Linked DNA regions of Mus musculus: region 2 is linked to region 1. A link is a contact called in public HiCAR-type data. All regions are on one chromosome and are shown on one strand. The core of a region is the stretch at or near the end of the contact, and the rest is flanking DNA. Distances in the headings are between cores, read along the strand shown. Region 1 overlaps Tbc1d23 (TBC1 domain family, member 23). Region 2 overlaps Cmss1 (cms small ribosomal subunit 1).

Region 1 (7,238 bases), core at 1,260-3,759:
CCCTCCTGTTCTTGCGATGTTTGTTCTGTTGTAGTAAGCTCGTATTGCATGTTCGCTACGTGGTGTTCTGAGGCTCTGTAAAGGGGAGAGGATAGCTGCGTTTTCACAGTTATCCTGAAGGGCGAAGTCTCTTGTAATTACTATGTTTCCGATGAGGAAACTGCAGAGGGGTAAGTTCCCCAGGCCCAGAAGCGCCTAACCTTCTAACCTAAATGGGAGCATTGAACTGCTTTACCTTGGCTGGATAGAGTGGCCCATGGCTGGATAGAATAGAATGGCACATGGCTGGATAGAATGGCCCATGGCTCTTAGCTTACATCATTTATCTTCTTGCAGTTTTCTCAGTATAGTTGTCCTAAAGCTGTGGGTGCTCTGTGAAGGGCGAAGAACATTTACATTGTGTTCGAACATTCAGACGAGGCTGAGTTAAAAATCTCTGGTTACTTCTTAGTGGTGTCTCCTTCCTACACTTGTTTTGATGCAGGCACGTGAGCAGCAGCGACAGAGTGGGCAAGCCTTACCGTGGAGTGAAGCCTGTGTTCAGCATCGGCGATGAAGAGGAATATGACACAGGTTGAGTAGTAATACACGTACCCACACTCTCTGTTCTGCCCTGAGGGCTCGTCGTCCTGGGACTTGCAAACCAAGGCTTATCAGGAGGACTTCCCTAGCAGGAAGTGTCTATGGCAGCGGTTCTCACGCTTCCTAATGCTTTGACAGTTAGGTGCTCATGTACTAATCCCCAACCATAAAAATTATTCTTGCTACTTCATAACTGTAATTTTGCTAGTTATGAATTGTAATGTAAATATCTGTGTTTTCCAGTGGTTTCAAGGAACTCTGTGAAAGAAAGAGTCCTTTGACTATCAGAAGGCCTTTTAGTAATGCTTTCGCTTTAGAATTCTTGAATGGTGCTCACTAGAAAGCTACGCAGACATTTTGCATAGGCCTCAACTACCTGTCATCAGCTGAGGAGCAAGCTGTTGGTGGAAGCTGTATTTAAGCCTTTGAACACTCACCTGCTGCCTGAGAGTTGTGGGTCTGAAGGAAGGTGCCAAGGCCCTAAAAGGCCACTAGATGGCACTCTAGTACCTAGGAGATTTAGTTTATCTAGGATTGTCATGTTAAAAAAAATCAAAGTCAATGTATAATTTTTACTTATAATTCCACAGCCTAAATAATGTAAGTAACCATAGTTTATATGTATATTGAGTTAGAAAAAGTTATGTTGGTAAAAATAGTTAAAAATATAGTAAAAAAAAAAAAGTTAGTAAAAATATGAGAAGACTGTAACTGTAAATGTCATTGTCCTTTCCACTCAGCAATATCCCATATATCTGATTATTCTCTTTTTTAAAAAGTGATGTATTTATTTTTATTTCATGTGCATTGGCGTTCTGCCTCAATGTCTGTCTGTGCAAAGGCATCAGATCCCCTGGGACAGGAGTTACAGGCCACGTGGGTGCTGGGAACTGAACCCAGGGCCTCTGGAAGAGCAGCCAGTACTCTTAACTACCTAGCCATCTCTCCAGCCCAGTTTATTCTCTTTCTGTTGTGGATAATCACCTATTTGCCTAGTCGTAGGAGTCAACTTTGGTAGTCTTGTGATTTTTTTGTCTGTTTAGAGTGGCTCCATTTTTGTACATATATCAGGATGGACTTTGAAAGTATATCCAGAGAGTTAGCTCTTAGCAGTAAGATTGCTCAAGAGAAGCATATTTGATGCTTCAGTCATATTACAAATGTGACTGCTAGAAAATTTGCAGTGAAGTAAATATGGTATTTCTAGCTGTTCTTTTTCCTTTTTCATCTCTGTCACCATCTTCCTGTTGCTATGTATCTCTTTGTCCTTCTGATTATTTTAACGTCCTTCATGAGCAAGAGGGAGAGGATGGTGGATTGTGAATGAGTCCACTGTGGTCTGTTAACACTTCGCTGCAAACACGCCTACGTATAGTATGGAAAGTAGGCGGTAGCAAAAGGAGGAAGCTAGAATTGTGTGTGTCAGCGTGCATGCAGAGTGTGGGGAGATGGAGGCAGCCACAGAAGTCTGTAGTGTACTCGTGATGCCTCCCTCCCTCAGGTGGATGCCAAGTGCTCCTGCCTTCTGAAGATGAGCTCACTGATCTCCCAGCACTTCCCAGGCAGAGGCAGGGGATCCCTGTGTTCAAGGCCAGGCTGATCCACAGAGTGAATTCCAGGACACCTAAGCTACTCAGAGAAACCTTGTATCACCAAAGAAACAAAACCACTTAACTCTGGTGACTGTCAAACTTAGGTTTTCAATTCTGGGATAAAACACTCTGACAAAACAACTTGGGGAAGAATGGGTTTATTTTATCCTACAGTTCTCAGGTCATTTCATCTCCGAGGGCAGAAACTCAGAGCCAGAAGCTGGAGGCAGGAACTGAAGCAGAAGCCATGGAGGGGTGCTATTTACTGCCTTGCTCTTTATGGCTTGCTCAGCCTGCTTTCTTATAGCACTGAGAACTACCAGCCCAGGGGAGGCACCAGCTACAAGAATCATCAGTCATCAGTGATTAAACTCACCACAGGCTTGCTCAGGCCAGCCTCACGGGGCATTTTCTCAACTGAAGTTTCTCTTTCAGAATTAGTTGTCATAAAACTAGTTAGCAGAGTGGCCTAGGCTGGTAATCCCAGCATCCAGGATGCAGAGACAAGTGGATCCCTGGAGTTAATCTACAGCCAGCCAGCCTAGTCTGCCTAGTGAGCTCCAGGGCAGTGACAAACACTGCCTCAAAAGGAAAAGTGGTGGGGTAGAGGGGGCGGGGAAGGGCTGGGGTGGGGGTGGGGAGGCCAGATGGCTCAGCAGGTCAGTTTGCTTGCTGCCCAGCATGCTCACTTGAGTTCAGGACACACATAGAGGTTATCCTCTGGTCTCCACAGGCACATGCGCACACAAGTGCACACATATGTACACACACATGTACATGTGCACACGTGCACTCACAGGACCATACACACAGAAACAAAGGGAGGAACATTTGTAATTATTAACCTGAGGCATTACAATTCCATTTTCTTAATTTAGGAAAACAAAATTAGAATGTTTATTTTAATTGAAGAACATTTTCCTGATGTAATGCAGGACGTAGTGTTCTTTTCTTTTCTTTTTTTCTCTTTTTTTCTTTTATTGAATATTTTCTTCATTTACATTTCAAATGTTATCCCCTTTCCCAGTTTCCCCTTTGGAAACTCCCATCCCATCCCTCTTCCCCCTGCATGGGGTGCTCCCCCACTCACCTACCCTAAAATAAATAAATAAATATATATATATTTTCTACCTAAAATATATATTTATTTATTTCATAAATTCATTGTTTTTAACAGCTGAGTAGTACTCCATTGTGTAAATGTACCACATTTTCTGTATCCATTCCTCTGTTGAGGGACATCTGGGTTCTTTCCAGCCTCTGGAAATTATGAATAAGGCTGCTATGAACATAGGGGAGCATGAGTCCTTATTACATGTTGGAACATCTTCTGGGTATATGTCCAGAAGAGGTATTGCTGGATCCTCCGGTAGTACTATGTCCAATTTTCTGTGGAACCGCCAGACTGATTTCCAGAGTGGTTGTACAAGCCTGCAATCCCACCAACAATGGAGGAGTGTTCCTCTTTCTCCACATCCTTGCCAGCATCTGCTGTCACCTGAGTTTTTGATCTTAGCCATTCTGACTGGTGTGAGGTGGAATCTCAGGGTTGTTTTGATTTGCATTTCTCTGATGACTAAGTGTTGTGGAGAGCCTTGGGCCTAATTATATTTGATGTTAATTCCATCCCTGTGAGGGGCTCCAAACAAGAAATGAGTCAGCACTCAGGTGACTTCCTGTAAACCTGCTTTCCACCTTAATTTGTAAAATAAAGGAGATTGGGCAGATAAAGGGATGGTGGAGTGGAGGTGGGGAGTGAGAAGGAGAAAATGGAAGAGGGAGAGGATGCTGAAGAGGAGGAAGAAGAAAAGCAGAGCAGAAGTACATGGCCTGAAGAAACTGCAAGTTATAAGGAGATGGAGAAGATGGTAGTGTGGCGGTAGATTTGCCCAATCTAAGCGCACAGCATGTATTTATATTAATTGAGTTGTGTTTTCATTGCTGGGGCATATTTGGGTTGGAGATTTACCAAAACATCAAAGGATGTTGAACATTTCTTTAGGTGCTTCTTGGCCATTAGACTTTCCTCGGTTGAGAATTCTTTGTTTAGCTCTGTGTCCCATTTCTTTTAATAGGGTTATTTGATTCTCTGGAGTCTAACTTCTTGAGTTCTTTGTATATATTGGATATTAGCCCTCTATCGGATGTAGGATTGGTAAAGATCTTTTCCCGATCTGTTAGTTGCCATTTTGTCCTATTGACAGTGCCCTTTGCCTTACAGCTGCTTTGCAGTTTTCTGAGTCCCATTTGTCGATTGTTGTTCTTAGAGCATAAGCTATTGGTGTTCCCTTCAGGAAGTTTCCCCTGTGCTGTTTATTAAGTCAGAAACTGGCAAAGGGGAACACTGCCTTCCCTGCCTCGAGAAAGGTGCTTCTCACTGACATGCCAGGCCACAGTTGTGACATCTTTTCTCAAAAGTGCAACATGTACTCCCAGGAGTTTGAGTGGACTTGCTTACTGTAAGGGTTGTTTCCCGTGTCTCTGTAACAGAACCAGCAGGATTTGAAGTGCTTCCTTTTGTTTCTCACTGTCATGCCCTACTTTAAGAACACAACCAATAGTTTGTGGTTGCTAAGCAGTGTGTCCACATGCTAAGAAGTGTCCACATGCTAAGACGTGTCCACATGCTAAGAAGTGTCACATGCTAAGAAGTGTCCATATGCTAAGAAGTGTCCACATGCTAAGAAGTGTCCACATGCTAAGAAGTGTCCACATGCTAAGAAGTGTTCACATGCTAAGAAGTGTCCACATGCTAAGAAGTGTCCACATGCTAAGAAGTGTCCACATGCTAAGAAGTGTTCACATGCTAAGAAGTGTCCACATGCTAAGAAGTGTTCACATGCTAAGAAGTGTTCACATGCTAAGAAGTGTCCACATGCTAAGAAGTGTTCACATGCTAAGAAGTGTCCACATGCTAAGAAGTGTTCACATGCTAAGAAGTGTCCACATGCTAAGAAGTGTTCACATGCTAAGAAGTGTCCACATGCTAAGAAGTGTTCACATGGTAAGAAGTGTTCACATGCTAAGAAGTGTCCACATGCTAAGAAGTGTTCACATGCTAAGAAGTGTTCACATGCTAAGAAGTGTCCACATGCTAAGAAGTGTCACATGCTAAGAAGTGTCACATGCTAAGAAGGTGCTGATGGCCTTAACCCTTCTCTTCCCTCCCAGATGAAATCGACAGCTCGTCCATGTCAGATGATGATAGGAAAGAGGTTGTCAACATCCAGACCTGGATCAACAAGCCGGACATCAAGCATCACTTTCCCTGTAAAGAAGTTAAAGAAAGTGGACATATGTTTCCTAGGTACTTTTGAACATGTTTTTACAAGTAAACTCGCACTGGGCAAAGTCAATATAGACATAAAGTGCAAGGGACTTTTTATTCAAGTGCAAAAGACCTCATTTCCCACTGTCAACTCCTGTTAAGTGTCTGTTTTTAAAGGTCTTAGGCACTTTGTATTTTGGAAATTCTGAGACAGGACAGTGAATAGTACATTGAACACTCTGATGCCCCTCTCCTGGACATGTTGGCTCTTCACAGTCCCCATAATAAGTGTCAGGCACACCCAGGCCATCCATGAGCAGCTCACCCTAAGTGCTTCAGCGTACAATCCCAAGAGTACCAGCAGTTTCTGACATAACTCTGATGCCATCACTTTGCCCGAGTGTTACCAGTGCTGCCCACATTAGCCTTGGCAGTTTCCCTCCGCCCTGAGTGCGTCCTGCACTGCCTGCCTGTTCTCACGCAGTGTATGCTAGGGCTTTCCCTTTTCTCCTACGTGCCTGTTCTCTTCATGAGTCTAGGCCATGTCTGGCAAAATGTTTCAAATTCTAGGCATGTTTAATAGTTTGCCTTATTGTTTGCTATGTTAAAAGTGAGCTAAGATATAAGAGTTTTGAGGTTTTCTGCTTTAATTGTTTTTAAGCTATGCCCATTTTGCCTTCGGAATTTAGTTGCAGAATATTATAAAATATGTAAGGAAACCCAACAATTGTGTAATGGACTTTATGATATTAGACAGAGAATAGTTTTGAATACATATAATCCTGTTAAAAATTCTGAGAATGGAGCTGGGCGTGGGGGCGCATGCCTTTAATCCCAGCACTCGGGAGGCAGAGGCAGGCAGATTTCTGAGTTCGAGTCCTGCCTGGTCTACAAAGTGAGTTCCAGGACAGCCAGGGCCACACAGAGAAACCCTGTCTCGAAAAACCAAAAAAAAAAAAAAAAAAAATCTGAGAATGGCAGAATAGTCCATTAAAGTTAAAAATTATTTACACATTACACTCAACTTCTCATTAGAAAACATACCTTTACTCTTAAATAATTATGGTATTATCTGTTAATAAAACAATTTTACATAATATTAGATGAAAAAATATATAGCTTGTTTATCAAATATATTCATAGATAACTCAAAAATAATTCTTTGAAGTTGAATTTTTTACACTGGAGCTGTTGAACTGACATGTCTGTCGAGACCCAATTCACTTAAACTTCTTTTCTCTCAAGCCATCTGCTGGTTACCGCCACCCATATGTACTGCTTAAGGGAGATTCTTTCAAGGAAAGGCCTGGCTTACATCCAGTCTCGGCAAGCACTAAATTCTGTAGTGAAAATTACGTCCAAAAAAAAACATCCCGAGCTAATTACCTTCAAGTATGGAAACAGCAGTGCTTCCGGGATAGAAATCTTGGCTATTGAAAGGTAAGTTGTTTATTATTATTATTATTAATTATTACCTGAATTAATAGAGCCCATTAAGTGCAGGCTCCTTCTGGCTTTTGGTGAGTGGGTGTTGGCGGAGAGCACTGAGGTGCTCCGCTCCTGGAACAGTGTCATCTGTGAGCATCTTCCTGGTATCTGTGGCTTCTACACTGGTGCATGATTTCAGTTACGCTGTAGCAAATTTCACACCAGAGTCGTTAATGATAATCTAGGGGTCAAGAGAGACGACGGCTCAGCAGTTAACAGCACTTGTTGCCAAGCCTGACAACCTGAGTTCAGACTCTGAGCGCTACTTACCACTCCATGACATAAGTACTCCCCACCCCCACTGAGGC
Region 2 (7,238 bases), core at 2,506-5,005, 370 kb before region 1:
AACTAAGGTCATGGTATGTAAGCGCTTTCTTCAGTAACCAATAATAATCCTGGTTTTTGAGCTTTTTCCATCACGCCAGTGGCCATCCTTTGAGTTCTATGTGCATGTCATCATTTAATCTTTATTTACAACACATTTGAGATAGGATTATCCATCGTTTTCAGATGAACACCTTCAGACTGAAGTCTCTTGACTTCAAAGTTATGATGCAAGGACTTAAGCAATTTTTTTTTTGGCATAATCTTGGACTTACTCTTCAGAGGCTTGCTCAGTGATGTCTGTCATTGGCAGGGGACTACTGTGATTTACTTGAGACACTCACAACTGTGTTTTACAAACTAGGTAATAAACTAGGACAGCTAAGTAAGAGTCTGCCTCTGCACATTTACACCAGTGCTACTCTACCTGTGCATGAACTAACCTGTGCATTAACTAACCTGTGCATGAACTAACCCATGGGCATTGTGTACACTGCAGACGGCATGGAATCGTGTATGCGACGGGTTTCTAGGAGGTGGCAGGAACCGGACATGGGATTTTCTTATAGGTCAAACATTATAAGAAATGGACTTTCTCTGACACAACAGCCAGCTGTTGTATCTGCAGACTCCAACCAGCCATTTGTTGTGCTTCACTGACTCTCAAGAACTGATGAATAGCTTTTCATTTCTTTCCTTTCTATGAAATTTCTTCTTGAACTGTGGCTCTTGTTCCCTTCTCACATATAACTTATTATGAAATAGTCGAGCTAGGACTACTGCACTTCAAAATAGGCTGAGAAAATTTCACTTCCTTGCCTAGTTCTGGCTAATTAGCATATCCTTCTCCATTCTGTCATCATTGAGTTTTCCTGTAAATTAGCATGGCAACAAATTAAGGTAAGGCCCTTTTCTACAATTAGCAATCTGCATTTGTAATCTAAATAAGCAGTTGGTTTAAGGTGTTATTTGGAAAAGGAACAGAGGAGTTTTCCTGTAGAGTTAGTTACTTTCTGTATGGAAAAAGAGGTTTCTAGATAAAAGGGCTGAAGGCCAGGAAGGATTAACTAAATTTTACCATAGAAGATTACTTTTTTTTTTTTTGAGCCATTCTTACGTAGTCCAGGCTCAAACTGCTGTGTAGCTGACTCCCTGCCTAGGACTACAGACATGTATGTACAGGCTTACACAGATCTGAGGATCAAACTCCTAGCCTTCTGCCTGCCAGGCAAGCGTTTTACCACCCGAGCTACATTATCAGCCTGAAGTTCTTTCTCATATAGTTACAAATAGTTTCCCATAGTTTCATTTCCTGTGGTTCAAGCAAATGAAGGTTATTGTGATGCTCACAGCAACGCATGTCCTCGGTGAAGCTAGTCATGATAGCCCTCCCCTAGCCCTCCTGTTGTCTTTGGTTGAATTCGGATTGGCAGCAAGACTGTCCTCGGTCCTAATGTGCTGTCCTCTTGAAACCTTTGTGCGAAGCCCCTCTGCCCCCGAGCACCAAGAAACTGCCATGGATCTGAATTATGGGGCTGGTCCATCTTCTTGCTCCTACACAAAGGAACCAAGGGACTGTGTGCTGTATGAGCAGCTGTAGACTCCCTCCACCCTTCTTTCTGTTCTCCAGCTGGTACCTGCCTGGTTAGGCAATGTAGATACCCTCAAAACTACCTCTGTTCAGGGCAGCAGCCACTGTGCTCCAAGATGGCAAAAGGTAACATTGAACCTGGATACACACAGAGACTATGGTGACTGTGTGTGTGTGTGTGTGTGTGTGTGTGTGTGTGCCTGCTCACTCTTATGCACAGCCTGTGTTTTAGAGCATCCATAGTCTTTGAAGTTTCCAGAAGCCCATTATCTTTCCCTCCCTCCCTCCCACTCTCCATCTTACCCTCTCTCCTGTCTTCCCTTCTCTCTCCCTTTCTTCCCCTTCCCTTTCCCTCCCCCCTTCCTTTCCTTTTTTTTTTTTTCCTTTCTTTCTTTTCTTCTTTTCCCTCTAAGATAGGATTTCTCTTTATAGCCCTGGCTGTCCTAGAACTCCCTCTATAGACCAGGCTGGCCTCGAACTCAGATCAGCCTGTCTCTGCTTCCAGGGTGATGGGATTAAAGGTGTGTTCCAACACTGCCTGGCACCCTTTGATTATGGTTATCTGGAACAGCAACCTATACCCTTGAGAGCTGATGACCCTGAGTGCGTGCGGGGGCGGGGGAGGGGGGCGCAGCAGTGAGGCTGTGGGAGGAGAGGGCTTTGCGAGTGAGGGGTAGGCTCTTTGCTAACTAAGTAGTTCATGTTTACCTTCATTCTGGGATTAACAGGGATCTTCGTAATATGAAAAGACAAAAAAGTAATCCGGCACATAATTCTGCCAGATGAACACTTCGAGTTGTTAAAAAAATCCAGTGTTTTCATTCTGTTTGTATGTATGCGTGTGTAAGTTTATACATTTTAATTGTGTTGGTCACAAAAGCAGCTGCATCCTGCTATCCCTTACCATGACAAGGCTTCATTCTTCACTGTATGAAGTAAGTATTTTGTGTGGCACAGAGATCTGTCCCTTTCCCCCTTGTAATGCTGTGAGATAGATGCGGTATTCCTATGAGCAGGCAAGCATGCCAAGTAGGTGAGCAGAGTGGCCTGGGGAGAAGGAAGAGGCATAAACACGATGCCGCCATTGCATGGGAACAGGAAAAGCCTGCGATTTAGGGCCAACCCATTTGCTTATTTATCCTGACAAACATTTCGTTTCCTTGGCAACTAATAATAGTTTTGAGAAATTGTTGGACTCACAAGTATTACTGTAGGAGTAAAAAGCCCTCGAATCACAGAAATTAGAGACGGAAAAGACCTATTAGTCTTCTTGTCTTTTGCCAGTACAGCTGTCCTCGGTGTTTTATCTAGTCCATTCTTCTAAAGGGATCTTGTCAAACAGATTACACTCTGTGTCTTAAAGAATGTGTTTTTAAAGAAACTAGTTGACAGAGCTTTTCATGGAGATATAGAACTTGTTATCAAGGAAAGATATTTGTAGAGAAAGAATAGCCCCTTTCTTGTACACAGTTTGTACTTAACAATTAAGTTCTAAAAGAGGTTACTTTGTGTAAGAGTCAGAAAACACCAGCATCATTTGAATCTCATTAGTTTTTCTGCCATCTGCTCAACCTATTCTATGCATGAAGGATATATTTTAAAATATATTATGTTGCAGGGTGGTGGTGTTCATGGTGGTGGTGGTGGCGGCAGCGGCAGAGGCACACACCTTTAATCCCAGCACTTAAGGGGCAGAGTCAGGCAGGGAGCTCTCTGGCCCTAAATGATGCATTTTAACTTCATTCTAAATATATTAAGTATCTAAATATATTAGATTTACTCATTTTATGTGATAAAAGTTTGCCTGTATGTGTGTGTGTGTGTGCTATGTGCATGCTTGGTGCCTATGAAAGTCAGAAGAGGGCATCATCCCCCGAAGCTGGACTTAGAAATGATTGTGAAACACCACATGGATGCTGGGAATTGAACTCTGACCCTCTGCAAGATCAAGTACTGATAAGGGATGCCTCCAGCCCCAAGTCAGCATATTTAGAAACAAAATTCAATGATTCTATATAGTATTGATGTCTGGGAAGCAGCGCTGTACTTTTGAAATCTCAGCACTAGAGAGGTAGTAGGAGAGACATGGAGAGGCCCAGGCCAGTTTGGGTTCAGTAGGAGCACCCTAGTGCAAAACAAGTCGGAGCAAGCAAAGGATGCAGCAGGTGAGCAGCCATGCTGTCTGTCTGGAGGCTGTCTGCCTACTGATAAGCAGGAACATTCCAGGGAGCTGTCTGTGCTGTCTTTGCAAGTCTCTGTACTTCCTGTTTATCTTCATGGTAGCATCAATGGCTTCCGCCTTAGTGGGACATTTGCAGTTAGGAAAGGATCACTCAGGAACTCTCTGTCCTCTCCTGACAAGGGTTCCAGGACCTTTATTTCTTAGTCAAGAGTTCTCTAGTGGTTTGAATAAGAATGATCTGAGTAGGCGCATATATTTGAATGCTTAGTCATCAGGGAGTGGCACTATTTGAAAAGGATTAGGAGGAGTGGCCTTATTGGAGGAAGTATCTTACTGAGAGTGGGCTTAAAGGTTTTAAAACCCCCACATCCCCTGCTCCTTTATAGATGGTTTCTTCTTTACACTTCTTTTGTCTTCTGTCAATGTAGGTACCTACATAATTTTCCTTTGGTTGGTAGTTGCTCAGTTTATCCCATTTTCTGACTCTTTACTACATTATGTCCTAGCAAATCTCATTTAGACTACTTTTTTTATTTGTGTGTGTGCCTGTATGTATGCCTTTGTGCAAATGCACATACTCATTTGTACATTTGCCAAATGTATGTGGGTGCCCTAGGAGCCCGAAAAGGGTACCAGATCTGGAGCTGGAGTTATAGGCAGTTATGAACTGCTTGTGGATGCTGGGAACTAAACTCAGCCCTCTGCAAGAACAGCCAGAGCTGTTTGTTTGTTTAGCTCTTTTTTGAGACAAGGAGGTCTCATTGTATTTCCCTGGGTGGCCCGGAACTTAGACCAAGTAGGCCTTCGACTTACAGATACCTGCCTACCTTGTGTGCCACCAAGATGCCTGGTGGGCTAGCCCTGTAAAGAACAGAGCTGTTTCTTCAGCCCCTGCCTTCTCTCTTCTTAATATTTATTCTGCTTTGTGTCTTATTTCTTGGCTTCTTCCGATCTTCATGTTTATTGATTTTTCCTCCTTATCTGTTTTGGAAGTTACACATCTGTATCCCTGTTCTGTTGGAGATTATTTACCCTGTAAAAACTCTTCTTCACATCTTAAATCCTAGTGTCTCAGGTCCCCAGTGTTTTAATCCTCTTCCAAATTTTGTAGCAATGATGACACAGTCCCAGTTTGGTCACATACTCTAGTTCTTAGTCCCACAGGGCGGTTTATTGGACAGTGGCATAGATGCTCCAGTGTATTTATAGTCGCTTGTCTATCATCCAGCTTTTCATCTGGGATCAATTTCTGTCAACACAAATGCATTCTTCTGAAGTCTTTAAAGGTGGAAGTCTGTTCTTTATGCACTCTTTTTTATTTACTTGATCTTCTCTTACCTCTGGGGTTAAGGCTTCTCTGTGTGTAGGCTTTTTGCATGACACTGGTTTTCTCTTAGCTCATGGAGAATATCGGCCACTCTGGCTTGCCATGTTATCTGTTGAACAGTCATCGATCTACTTGTCATTCCTTTACTTTGTTGTTGTTGCTTTTATGATCTATCCTGTATTTTTATTTTTCTAGTTTGTGTGGTGGGCTATAGCACCCATTCATTTCGCTTGTCCTAGTTTTCATTGAAATTTCACTGAATCTATAGATTGGTATCTTTAGTTCCAGAAAATCCTCAGCCAGTATTAACTTTTCAAACATGGCTTCTGAACGAACCATGCTTACTCCTTTCCGCTTAGGACTTACTTAGACTAGGCACATGTTAAGCTTTCTTTTTCCCTCTTCACACGCCGTTACTGCTCTTTCTGCTTTTGTGTCTGCTCGGCTTTTCAGGCTGCACTGTTTGGCTCTTCACAGGAGATTGCGCATGCTCTGCGTGGTACGTCTGTGGACTGCAAGCATTTCAGATTTGTCCTGTTTGCTAAGCCCATTGCTTTATTGACAGTTAATGTACTTAATTCCCAAAGGTTTCTCTTTTTCACCCCTAGTATAGCAACTTTTGGAAGGCTCTTGTCTAGGCATGTGCTATCAACCCGCTTGCTGAATCGTGCGTGGTTCATGTGTTACTTGCTGGTTTGTCTCTGAGGACTTTGTAGATCTCCTTCTATTTCCTTGGGTTTCAATCATTGTACCATTTTCAGGTGTATGTTTCTGATTTTTACATGAGCTTCTATTTGGAGAACTTTACATTTATGGCTTATTTGAACTTTGTGTTGCAAGAATTGTTTCCTAGTGAAGAGTTCCACTTGTTTGTACCAGGAGATAATTTCAGTCCCAAAGCTCTGTAAAGACTTCAACACATGCTATTGTTGTTTGGTTCATTTTTGTTTTGTCTATTTACTGGTTTTAATTTTGCACCACCCAAATAAATATGAATCTGGCTGCAGAACGATGTGGGTGACATCGTTCATACCTGCGTCACTGAGGTCAATACTTACCCCTCCAAGTTCCAGGTTGCAAGGAAAGCCGTTTTCCTTGCAGTTTACTGCAGGTGGTTTGGCTTCTAAATTAACATGATCTGGACAGTTGAGCTCTTTGCAACCCCAGCCTCACGTTGGATTAGGGGGACTGTGGGATTTATCAAACTTGGCCTGTGTCACTGTCACACCATGAAGTCAAAATTTAAGTTCCTATAGTTTAAAAACTACTCTTAAAGAAAAAGCCACATTTGGTGTTTTATTTGCCTTGCTAGGGTTGTCCTGTCACTCTTTGGTCACCCTTAGTAGTTTGCCATCACATTAATATATTTTAAATATTTTAAGGTGTGTGTTTGGGTATAGCTAGTCTATCTCCCAGTCAGCAATGGATATTAGATTCATATAATCCAATACTGAAAATGCGGTCTGAAAACTATGTAAGAAACATCCAAAAGGTTAGCATGCATGGGCCTTTTATATGGCCGTAAGGAAGTGCACATTAGGCTGCAGTCTCCTGGGTTTGCGCCTCAGTGTTTTCATTCACTATTCAGATTAGTAATAGACAATCAGTGGGCTTTTTTTTTTCTCGCTGCCAAATCATATAGCTATTGAACAGAACAACTTCTGTGGTTTAGTCTTTAACATAGGAAGATGAGTTATGAGAGGCCAGGAAGTTTCTCCTGGACTTTGCAGTGAACCATCATGGGTAGGTGGTTAGGACTTGTTCTGACTACTTCTGGGGAAACTTCTCACATAACTGATGCTTCTTGGAGGAAGACAGTTTGAGTTGGGCAGCTTTCACAGAGCCCTAGATTACTAGACAAGTGTCTGATTTTGTTTAAAGTAGTATTTAATGCAAGATGGCTTCCTATCTCTGGAGAGTTCTAGGCTTTGGCTACTTGAACCTATTTCCCTCTACTGACTACTATCCTGAAAATGGTTCACCAGATTCTTCAAGTGGTGCAGAGCGTAAATGTCCAAACAAATGGCAGCGGCAAGTATGCCTCGAGCCGCAGTTACCAGATTAAGCAGACTCCTAGTAGATCAAACAATGGTGAATGTATCACAATCTAACACACCCCACCACACACACACACACACACACACAACACACACACCAACA

The links. HiCAR-type assays count read pairs that join an accessible place to other places.
Region 2: a contact with region 1 is called in a HiCAR-type map of embryonic stem cells, with 2.2 times the contacts expected there. The contact joins two enhancer-like sites. A contact is called at or near these places in 2 of 484 Hi-C or Micro-C datasets (CD8 T cells and embryonic stem cells), 4 of 115 datasets of contacts at active chromatin or transcription factors (bone marrow-derived macrophages, effector CD8 T cells, embryonic stem cells and 1 more) and 4 of 9 other capture datasets (adipose tissue, liver, macrophages and 1 more).

The regions. Positions count from the first base shown.
Region 1 is chr16:57,171,267-57,178,504 of GRCm38.p6, reverse strand. Tbc1d23 (TBC1 domain family, member 23) reads left to right here. Exons shown (of 19, transcript NM_001358433.1): 16 at 485-573; 17 at 5,346-5,481; 18 at 6,688-6,882. It overlaps Gm16892 (a long non-coding RNA gene), which reads right to left. Exons shown (of 2, transcript XR_003951893.1): 2 at 2,317-7,111. Among named protein-coding and RNA genes, the nearest start is that of Gm16892, 7.5 kb to the right of the region's middle. Within about 2 kb of position 2,509, at least 40 of the 459 cell types and tissues checked have an H3K27ac peak or open chromatin away from gene starts, as enhancers often do. A contact at or near this core is called in embryonic stem cells, where this site is marked.
Region 2 is chr16:57,540,093-57,547,330 of GRCm38.p6, reverse strand. All of the region lies in intron 1 of Cmss1 (cms small ribosomal subunit 1), which reads left to right. All of the region lies in intron 4 of Filip1l (filamin A interacting protein 1-like), which reads right to left. Among named protein-coding and RNA genes, the nearest start is that of Cmss1, 63 kb to the left of the region's middle. Within about 2 kb of position 3,755, at least 12 of the 459 cell types and tissues checked have an H3K27ac peak or open chromatin away from gene starts, as enhancers often do. A contact at or near this core is called in embryonic stem cells, where this site is marked.